Linked DNA regions of Zea mays: region 1 is linked to region 2. The links are chromatin contacts, called in public Hi-C maps. All regions are on one chromosome and are shown on one strand. The core of a region is the stretch at or near the end of the contact, and the rest is flanking DNA. Distances in the headings are between cores, read along the strand shown.

What was found. Hi-C and Micro-C count contacts between places; a contact is called where the count stands out from the background.
Region 1: a contact with region 2 is called in a Hi-C map of leaf, with 8 times the contacts expected there. The contact joins the enhancer-like site here to the promoter of LOC100282975 in region 2. A contact is called at or near these places in 14 of 25 Hi-C or Micro-C datasets (bundle sheath, ear, leaf and 3 more) and 1 of 3 datasets of contacts at active chromatin or transcription factors (leaf).

The regions. Positions count from the first base shown.
Region 1 is chr1:73,989,551-73,994,868 of Zm-B73-REFERENCE-NAM-5.0, reverse strand. No RefSeq gene overlaps it. Among protein-coding and RNA genes, the nearest start is that of LOC103636404, 33 kb to the left of the region's middle. Within about 2 kb of position 3,833, at least 18 of the 20 cell types and tissues checked have an H3K27ac peak or open chromatin away from gene starts, as enhancers often do. A contact at or near this core is called in bundle sheath, ear, leaf and 2 more, where this site is marked.
Region 2 is chr1:73,896,466-73,901,999 of Zm-B73-REFERENCE-NAM-5.0, reverse strand. LOC100282975 reads left to right here and starts at 3,537. Exons shown (of 4, transcript NM_001412253.1): 1 at 3,537-3,684; 2 at 5,142-5,391; 3 at 5,476-5,534. The coding sequence starts at 5,207.

The DNA.
Region 1 (5,318 bases), core at 2,584-5,083, 93 kb before region 2:
TTTTAATTAGAGGCATTAGGTGGAAAGGCGCCATCTATCGGGCATAAACTAACGGTGAGCGGCAAGCTCACGGCTCATCACATGTCACTAGCTCGTGTCACCTATGATATGAGGCACTACGGGTGCATGCATTGGAGGCTCATCTCTCATGATTGGTTCGCCTCGTGTGACCTGATGCACGGCGCCGCGCGGCACGGTCATCAGCTGCGCCACGCAGTTGTTGCCGCGCGCCGCTACCTGGTCGACCTTTTGATCGCTTCAGCAGGCTTCATCAGCATGCAGTCGCCGTGTGTGAAGCGCATGATCGATCGAAAGGGGGTGAGGCAGCTGGTGATGTGGTGTGGGTGGAGGCCTGGAGTCTGTGCACGTCGTTATCTCATCGCCTTCTGAATGAATGATGCGGTCAATCATGCGGCAGAATATGTAGATTTAGCAGATATATATATGCTGGCCGATCGACGCAAAGGCAAGATCTTTTTTGTGGTACAAGCTGAAAGGACAGTGGAGTGTTCTAAGGCTTTGCTTGGCTAGCTTTCTGGGATAATCACTAGTACAAAATGGCTCGGCATAATCACTAGAACAAAATGGCTCTATATGTCTGCGGTGTCTACAAAATTTCTATAGACGGTTTCAGTTATCGCGCGCCAGTGAAAAAAATTGGTGGTCCCGATTCAAGAACTGCCAGTTAAAACATATTTGCACTAACGGTTCGCTTAATAAAACCTCCGGTGCAAACAATCCATTTCCACTAGCGATTGGCATAAGAAACCACCAGCGCGAACATATTTTCACCGATGGTTCACTTAAAAAATAGCTAGTGGAAAGACACTATTTGCATTGACGTTTTTTAGGTGAACCACCAGAGAAAATGTGTTCACACTGACGATTTCTTACACCAATCGTCTGTGATGGTTCTAGTATAAAAAATCCTTCTTTCTCCTCGATTAGTACTGTTTCTCGCATCCACCTTCCAATATTGGAAGCCAGTTTGGAGGTCCAGATTTCACAAAATATAAGCGTAGTGATTTTGATCTTTATTTTTTAAGAAAGTTGTTAAGAAAGGTTGGTTTATATTTCTCTTGTCAATTTTTGTTCATTCTTCCCTAATTTTAGCCATATTTTGAATCTAGGGTTTCACCATGTGTGGAGAGAAGAGTAGCTAGGTTATTGTCTCTATTTCCTCAAATGAGGTTACGTTGCTTAAGACTGTTAGATATTGTCTCTCCTCTTTCCCTTTTCATGTTTAGTTTAAAATTTAGTTTATCCAAGATATATTTAGTTATTTAATGGATGGTGTGTTTGTATGGAGAGAGAAAGATAGATTCGGTGATTAAATTTTAGTGTTTATTAGTTGCTAAGAAAGGTTGGTTTATATTTCTCTTGACATTTTTGGTTTTTTCTTACTCAATTTTAGCCACTTTTTGGGTTTAGAGTTTCACCATGTGTTAGCGAGAAGAGTATCTAGATTGTTGTCTTTATTTTCTGAAATGAGGTTGATTAAGATGGTTAGATATTGTCTTTCCTCTCTTCCTTTTCATGTTTAGTTCTCAACTTAGTTTATCCAAGATATATGTAATTGTTTAATGAATGGTGTGGTTTGCTTTTAAAAAGGCTTTGACATGAGAATTAGTTTTAGTTCCACCTCTCTAGATCGTATTTGTCGCTAAAATTGGGAGCTTATCTTGAATTCTACATGAATGCAAGATTTAAACTTGTTCGTATGAAATCCGACCCTTAAAGGACTATAGATATCGTCAAGATGCATGTGCATTTTTTTTCTATTTGAAGGGCTTCTTTACATTCTAACATTATATATTTATCCCTTTAGGTCTAGCAATACAGTTAGTTGGTCATTCATGGTATCAAACTAGGGTTCCGGTTTCACCTTCAATCATTGGATGATATGCATTTCACCATGCGGCCTCACATGGCCAGGTACACCACCTCGTGCACGCCTTCCCCTTAGTTTGTTAACGATGTACATTATTTTGTTAATGAGGTATAGAGAAGGTACATTATTTTGTTATAGATCTCATGCACGCCTTCCCCTTAGTTTGTTAACAAAATAATGAAACACACAAGAGTCTCCTCAACAACAAGGTACATTATTTTGTTATAGATCTTGTGCATGAGGTGGTATCAAGAAGCATGTATGCTTCCTCTTAGTTCTCGTTGGAGCCCCTCGTAAGGATGCCCATGAGAGCATCAAACTCCTGGCTAGGTGGCTCCTTGGATAATTCTAAACCTTCCCCCACACGCAAGTGGGCATTCAGAACAACCTCTCCCAGGTCAGCCCCTGCCATCTTCATTATTGAGTTTCTGATCGAAATATCATGAGCTTCGTTCCCTCTAGTACACGATGGCAACCACACCACACGCATAATTAGTGTGATATCGGAAAACTACGAGTCCCTCCAGTACAATTACAATGGTGTGTGCAAACACCAAGGAATAAGAGATATTCTAAACTAATTCAAACACTCGGCCTAAACCTTGAGCAAGTGATATAAGAGGTGGCCTAACTAACCTAGTACTTCATAGAGCAGCCGCTAATCATTAAGTGATTCTTTTCGCACTTGGATGCCTAGAGCTAATATGAATGAGTCTCAACTCACTAGATGTCGGTGTTAAGAGCCAGCTCCGACAAGTAAATTTGTGTGCGCACGTTCTGTGGTCTGGATGGTGTGCTTGGTGGGCGCAAGATTTATACTAGTTCTGGTAGAATGTCCCTACATCCAGTCTTCGACAGCTCACGCTATGAACACCTTGTTGCTTTAGGGGTTACAAGCGGGTGAGAGATGGAGGATCTTCCAAGTCTCTTATGTGTGGCTAGACCTAAAGACTACGAGACTAGAGTTCTATGCTAAGCCTTGGACATCGCGGTGGCTCGCACCTTGGTTCCTACGTCCGGGTCTTCTAGTCTCGTCGTCCGTGTGCAAGTATGTGTGTTCCTTTGTAGGTCCTGGCTGACCTCCTCCATGGATTGATGCTTTTATAACAATTAGCGTGTCATCTGCATAACGGATGACATGCCCGGTTTGTCTAGCGATCAAGGGTTGGAGGACTGCACCATTATGTCCGAGGATTGCTTGAAGGGTGTCAGCGACAAGGAGGAAGAGGTAGGAAGAGATAGGGTCTCCCTACCTCAATACCTTTTTGCATGAGAACCAGGGCTCGAGACATCCATGAATCAAGATGACAGGTTTTGATGTGGCGAGCAGACAGTGGATCCAGGCACACCAACGATTACAGGATGACCCCGGTACATGCCATGCGTCTCTCTCATGTCTGTTCCACCAGGTAAGAAAACTGATTTAGGGTGCGTTCGCATCTGCCGGATTGGCATGTTTCCAGCCTCCTTCTAGGTTGAACAAATTCATCTGATTTTGACCCGGATCTAGTTGTTCGTTTTGATCCAGATTAAGAACAAATCCATCTGATTTTGACTCCCCATTCTCACTTCTCCACCTAGAACAAATCCAAATGTCCTCTCAGGTAGATCGATTCCTGACCAAGAATGAGTGTTCCACTCGATCCTAGGCTTTCTGGCCTGGCTTTGATCTAGGTTTGCCGAACGGACGCTTAAAGAGTCGGACTGAACCTGCGAGTAGATCAGACGAAAGGATTTCAGCACCAATACGATTAGACGTCATGTAACTAGTGTTCATCAGGCTTTACTCGTGCATTGTGTTTTTTTTTCAGCAGATGATTGAGTAGCGCTACCGTTGGAGCTGTGCCAGAAATGTGAATTCAATCAGCAACACGCGGATCAAATCAGGAACCAGACTTGGGCCGGAATACAGGCTCATTAAGAAGACGGCCCAGTGCCACGGTACACAACCCACCGCAAGCCGGCGGTCCTGGATTTTCACGTGCTGGCGCGCCCCTGTGCCGGCCTGGCTGCCCGCGCCCGCCGCTCGCCCCGCGTGACGTGAGTGACCGGAGTTGGCCATGGCCGGGCACGCCGCGGAGGCCGACGTGGATGGACTGGGTGCGACCGAGGGGACGACATCGACGGATGAGATTGAGACGCAGCGACGTCGGCCACGAGGGCGCGCGTCCTGAGCAACCCCTGCTCGTGTGGTGGCCAGAGGAGTGCGACGTGCCGCCCACAGCGTGTTCGACAGATTGCTTTCATGAATTACGGTACCAGATTTATATAATAAAAACAATGTGAGTCAAAGCAAATCAAATTTAACAAAATTATATAATTGAATAATGATATCTAAGATACCAAATAAGTAGCATTAGATTCTTCGTTAATTATCGTTTATAATATGTCTATTTTGATGTTATAGGGTATTGAAATTCTCTCTATAGTTTTGTCCAAACTTAAGATGTTTTGACTCTCTTAGAAAGCTGCAATGACTTATAATTTAGAATGTGGGGAGTAAAAGTTTGTATCGAATTCCTGTTATTGGTAGAGCTCACTGTTCCCATATGAAGTTATGTTTCTTGCGCTAGGTGAACGCTCAGAAAACTGCGCCACAATGCTAAGGCAGGACCATTTTTCTGGTAACCTTGTGTTCTTTTCTTACTTTGAATTTTTGTAGCGTGGACTGAGTTGAAAACAACTGATGATAAGTATGTGACTCATTGACTCAACATTGTTCATCCTTGCTCACATTACTCGTTTTGAAGCTGAAAGCCAAAACTTCAGTTTGGGTTGGGGGACGGGGGTGCAAATATCAAAAATATTTTTTTTGGGGGGGGGGGGGGGGGGGGGCACTTTACTCTTATATTACACGGCAATTTGCTAGATCAGTAAGGGATATAATGGAAAAATAACAAATGTGATTTTCAGAAAACTCTACCTGAACAGATTATGAAAAACAAAATATTTTACTCTCCTATCACTTCTTATCTCGAGAAATGCATATGCAGAATGCAGTCTCCATCTAGGAGTAGTGGGTGCGTGATTAGCTCGCACATTTAGCCAGCCGTTTCGCGTGGACGTGGGGATGGATGCGTCATGAACACACACACGTCGAGCGAGCAGTACCTGTAATTGTTTTTCGTGTTCTCGTTCTTCAGAATAGTAGAGAGAAGAAAACGCTGCAGTTGAGCGCGCAGCACCAAAAAGATTAATCCGTGTTCTAGAGTGTTTTTGCGAGTCTACATGCGCAAAAATTCACGAGTTTAGAACCTCGCCGCCGGGCGCCGGCGTACATCGTCGGGCCGAGAGGCTAGCGGTCAGTATTTTCAAAACTCAAAAAATTCTCCATTTTTTTTACACTAGTATTTTTTGGTGAACTTCTGCAGTTAGCAGCATCAACAAACAACGAAATGGAGTCTCATGTTCGCAATTATCTTGATCC
Region 2 (5,534 bases), core at 2,288-4,787:
AGCAGTCTAAAATCTATATATATTCATAGTTGTATTGCCACAACACCATACATAGACATACGTACTCATGGCTTGGGCATATCAGACATTTGGATAAAAAAACAACTGTACAACTTAGCTACAAGGGAATTGGTTTATAAGTCAAAAAAGTGTTGTTTCTATGGTTATAATTTAAAAGGATCATAGAGATAATGCTAGAGGGGTGGGAGTACTTGAGCAGGCAATGTAGTAAAATGTGCAGTTTGAAATAAATTCACACACAATTTACAAAAATAAGTCCGGTTGGTTCCTAGAACCAGTCTGACCATTTTTTCTAGTAAACATGTAAACAAAGTTAGAATGGCCCTCAAGCTCTTCTATCATGAACTATACTTAGTGCAATACTTAGGTTTAGGCTCGTCCAAGAAAACCATTGTTTTATAATATTATACTTTTTAATTGTCATGATAATATCATAGTTTTCTCGGGCTCCAAAAATACTAGCTGTATATTGTTTGGATATAACATTGAAATTGTGGTATTTAGGCAAAAGCTAGTCATACATTGAAAACTTTGGGTTGCGGTAGAGCTTCCAATACTCTAAAAATACTATGGTATCTACAATATTATGGTTTTGAAAATACAGTTTCCAGAATTACAATCAAACACTTCATGGTATAAAAAACTGCAATACTATTATAAACCATGATATTACCTAAAAACTATAAAAAATACTCTACTTCTAAACATACCCTCAGTTTTGGTGGCAAAATATAGAGGTTTAGCAAAGTTTTTATTTGGGGTAATTGTAAGGTTGAGATGACTAACCAGAGAGTGTGTGACTACTTATTTTAAAATCTAATCGCTACAACTAGCCGATATAAGCAGTGGAATTAAACTAATTGTCTAGTAGTGATTTCACCCATCTATCTATTAATGGAAGTGCATCTACACCCTAAGTGACATTTGATGAAATAAGTGACAACACAATGAAAGAACTAATAATATTTATGAGACTTGCATGTATTTAGTCATAGGGCCATTATTATTTATTGGATTTATACGACATATGGTGATCTCTCTCACACACATATATATGTATACACTGAGACGAAGCTAGAGTAAATTTGGGGAGGGTGCAATTGCCTTTGTGGATGCATAAATATTTGTTAGAGGGGTACATATATGGTGAAATTTTATCCAAATCTATAGATTTTGTATTTGGGAGTGGGGGGGTGCATTTGTATCTACTCGGTGCAATGTAGTTTCGCCCCTGGGTCAGTTCTATTCATCACTTAGGCTGAAGGTTCATCACCTGGTCAACCCAAGCAATCCCCCGATGCACTAATTGCTTGTACCAGATCAGCCTCGCACGTTCTAATCCACTTGATGCATGTGCCCCACGCTCCAACCGTGGGTGTTGTCCGCTACACTAGATCAACTCACACACTACAACCACTCCATGCGATCCCGAGCTTCGACCGGACGACCGGACCTGTAACGGTAACATAATGATTGAAATAACGGAATGACTGTAACTAAAACAGAATAACTAAAACTATAACATAATGACTAAAACAGAATATCAGAAACTAAAACAGAATGGTCGAATGAGTGAATGACTGAGACTGTAATGGTAATGGAATGACTGAAACTATAATGAAAATTGTAATAGAATTATTGAAATTGTAATATAATGACTGGAACTATAATGGAATGACTGAATTAGTGAATGGATGAGACTGTAATGGAACAATTGAAACTATAGTGAAATGACTAAAATTGTAATGGAATGATTGAAAATGTAACATGATGATTGAAATTGCTAGCAGAATGACTGAAACTGGCACCCCGATAGAATCTATGTGTACAAATCAGTAAACGGGTTAATCAAATTCGTTCTAGCTGGTTAATTAATTCGGTTGGACTGTAGCTACATTTGATGCGCCGATTAGTTCATCACCTTAGGTGACAAATAGAGTATATATATATGGTTTATGGTTGTTTACAATAACTAGTTGTCAAACTTGTGGAGTTCAATAAAAACAATCCAGTTTAAGCACAAGGCAACCAATGATAGTCAAAGCATGCTTTGAAGCATTGAGACAATGAAGTTAGCAAGAATATCATTTTGAGGTACTAAACGAAGGGTGAAGGACGAGCAACAACTTGGTGGCTGATGATCCTAGTTGAGGCACTATTCAAGTGATGGTTGTTCATGTCGAAGATCAAATCAAATGTTCAAAGTGACTTGAAGCCTTCGGCATAATCCACTTGCTCAAGATGAACAAGCTCAAGAAGTTGAAGTGATGAATACGCTCAACCATGCAATGATCAAAGTGGCAATCAAGTTTGAATCGAAGAAAAGCTCAAATTGGAAGTTCAAATCTTATTGTTTATTTAAGTGAAGTTTTGCCACACTATCAAGAGTTTTGCTTCACTAAAGTGTGAGACAAATGAAGATGCTCAAGAAAACCTACAGAGAAACCTAAGGGTCCGAAAGAAGAAAGGGTGAGAATGGAACAAACTCTCAAGCCGATATGTTGTTCAGGTTGGGTTGGCAAGCCAACAAAGCCGATATGTTGCCCAGGTTGGGTTGGCAAGCCAACCAAGCCGGTATGCTAGCTAGTACGGGCCTAGGGGATGGCTAGGTTGGTTTTGGAAATATGGCCAAGCCAACTTCCAATCTTGGCTAGACCAAGTTTGTTGTGCTAACTCAAATGGCTAGCTGAGCTTGGTGGCTAAATACACTTCCACTTCCAAGGCTATTGGTGCACCCCATTCCTCACCCACGACAAGATATCATGTGGGCACTCTCCTCCCTCTTTTTGAGTGTTTGATTAGACAAAGGTCAATCCTTGATTAGAGAGTGATCCAAGCATTGTGAGAGTTTTCTCATTCCTAGTCACTTGAGAAGCATTGTGGATATAGTCTTTAGCTGTGTAATTAATTAGTTTTATAATTACACTATATTTAATACTCGTAAAGTCGTAATAGGTATTCAAACATCTGACGTGGCACAAACTAAACTTTAGTCGCTAGAACCAAACACCCCCCTTTAGTCTTTTTTTGATCAAATGTAGGGCTAAAAAAATCTGTATGGATTTGGCTTTGTGCCGTTATAGAGTCCTTTTTTGTTATCTAAATTTTGCTAATATAAACTAATGGGTAACTTATGTCCAATTTAACAATTTATACCTACTTTTGTTTATTCAATCTGACCGGACTATGTTTTTTTTTTCGGAACATGCAGTTCTTTTCTACCAAAATCCCGCAAAATCTTTTGAACACGCAATCCTTTTAATTTCCCAACCCCTACAGAAATAGGAACTGGTTCTTTACAGAACTCCTGTTAAAGTTCGTACTGTTTGTTTCACAAACCCTACAGAAATACTACGACAATAGTATTCTGAATGACACTTGGAAATCAAGTGCAGCGTTCAGCCATCCATCGCAGTCCAGCGAGGCGAGATGAGGAGCTCCTTCTAGAGAATCCTGTGCCCTGTGATGAGTGGGGGGATAAGGATCAGCGCACCCGCACGTACGGGTGCAGCGGCAGGTAGGACCCCCAGCCTAGAGTTCCTTCTTTACTCCCACTCCCCAGGGTCAGGCAGGCAGGGAGCAGCCACAGCCTGCTAGGGAGAGACGCAGACGGCACATGAAAACTACAAGAAATCCGCTGCGAAACTCCGGATTAAAAATAAGGTTCGTCCTCTTGCACTCCCTGATGTCACCTGCTGCCTCTCTCCAATTCTTTCTTCTTCTCTCCATGTAAAATTATGTCCAAACCCACCCTACTCCCGCGAGCGCATTTATAAAATAAAGGGCACTGATGCCTGCTGTCTTGTTCTGCCCCCCTGTTTTCCTTTTATTCTGCTCCGCTCTGTTCTCCTGCGGGCCTGGCTGCGCCGGGGAGGCAAATGCTTAGCACAGGTAGGGTTCTTGGGGTTCTTTTCGTCTCTAGCTGTGATCTTCGAACTGCTTCTTGATCTGGGCGGAAGAACCAAGAAATACTCACAATTGCGTTCTTGCCTGCTGCTGCATTGTTTCCTAGACTTTGTGGTTAAACTGCTGGGGGGTTGGAGATAATGCTGGTTGATCAGTGTATGTTTACTTATCGATTGAAGGTTTCTTTGTTTGGGGAACGCTGTGCTGGAGATTTCAACTCGTCCGTGTTGTGTCAGCTCGATCGTTTCATCCGTCTGTGCTCATTCTTCTCTTTGAAGCGATGGCGATTGCAGGCCCAGCGTTTCTCATTTTACCTTCGTTGTTTTGTTTCCATGCCACATGTACTGTGCCAGTGCTAAAGTGGATGGAATTTTCTTTGCTCACGGGTTCTCAGCTTTTGGGCCCTGCCCCTTTGGAATTTGGATGCTTTTGCTGTGATTCCGAGAACGAAAAGTTTGTAATCTTTGAATTGGTTTTGGCGCAAATGATGGCCGGCTGCTAGAGCTTGCAGGCTTGCAGCCTTGCACTGTCAGCTTCCCTTTCCCTTGGCTCCCTGCCTTTCCATTCCGGTCCTGCTCTGCTTTTCACCTTCACTGGCATGAGTTAAACGATAAAGAAGATTCCTTTTTCTTTAACATTCTACTTGCTCAGAAGAGAGTACATTTTTTTTATATTACTAGATCTGCCTTCTTGTTTCTTATATCCTTGAGTATTTAAAGGTTTTCCCCATATCTGGACTTTAAGCAGCCTGATCTGCTTTTTTTAGTGGTATGACTATGAGTTGTACTTGCCTTAGTCTCCACCCAGGCTGTATTGTTGTTCATTCTACAGAATTGAGGTGTGAATTTTGTTTGAGATATTTCTACAACATATTGGAAGTTTGAGTTTTCAGATACAAAGTACTGTCCCCTGCATATTTTTTTTTGAAAATGAGCATAGATGGTCATAATTAAGCAGTTTTCGCAGCCAAACATCTTTGAAATCGTCAAACCTGAAATTTGACAGCTTAACTATGTTTGTCTTCTCTTTACTGGCACTTGCGCTAAAAATGGTAGAACTAGATTTTGTTGTTAACCAATGTAGCCAGATATAAGAACACTTTGCTTCCAGATGAAACGTAGCTTGAGTTAGTAGATCCATAATGCATGTCTTGTTTATTCCATATTTTGGCAGATTCTTCATTTTAAGATATTTGAAAATTGAAATGTCGGTAGGACTTGGCCTTCTGGAATCCCCCGCTAAACCATAGGCGTGTTCTATTGGAAGTTGGAACAAAACCATGGAGAGTGAAATCATGGCCTCCTATGAAACAAAGCAGAATTGCGAAATTAGGGTATTTGAGAGTTCAGACGAGATGGCAACAGATCTGGCAGAGTTTATTTCACAAGCTTCAGAAATTTCAGTTAAGGAAAGAGGATGCTTTGCTATTGCCCTTTCTGGAGGTCCTCTTGTTAGACATATGCGGTAATGCTGTCTCCATCTTCCAATAAGTCTGCAGCTCTTGTATCTCCATCTGATGTTCGAACTGTTTTTTTTTTTCTTGTAAAGGAAGCTCTGTGAAGCACCATACAACAAGACCCTTGATTGGTCTAAATGGTACATCTTCT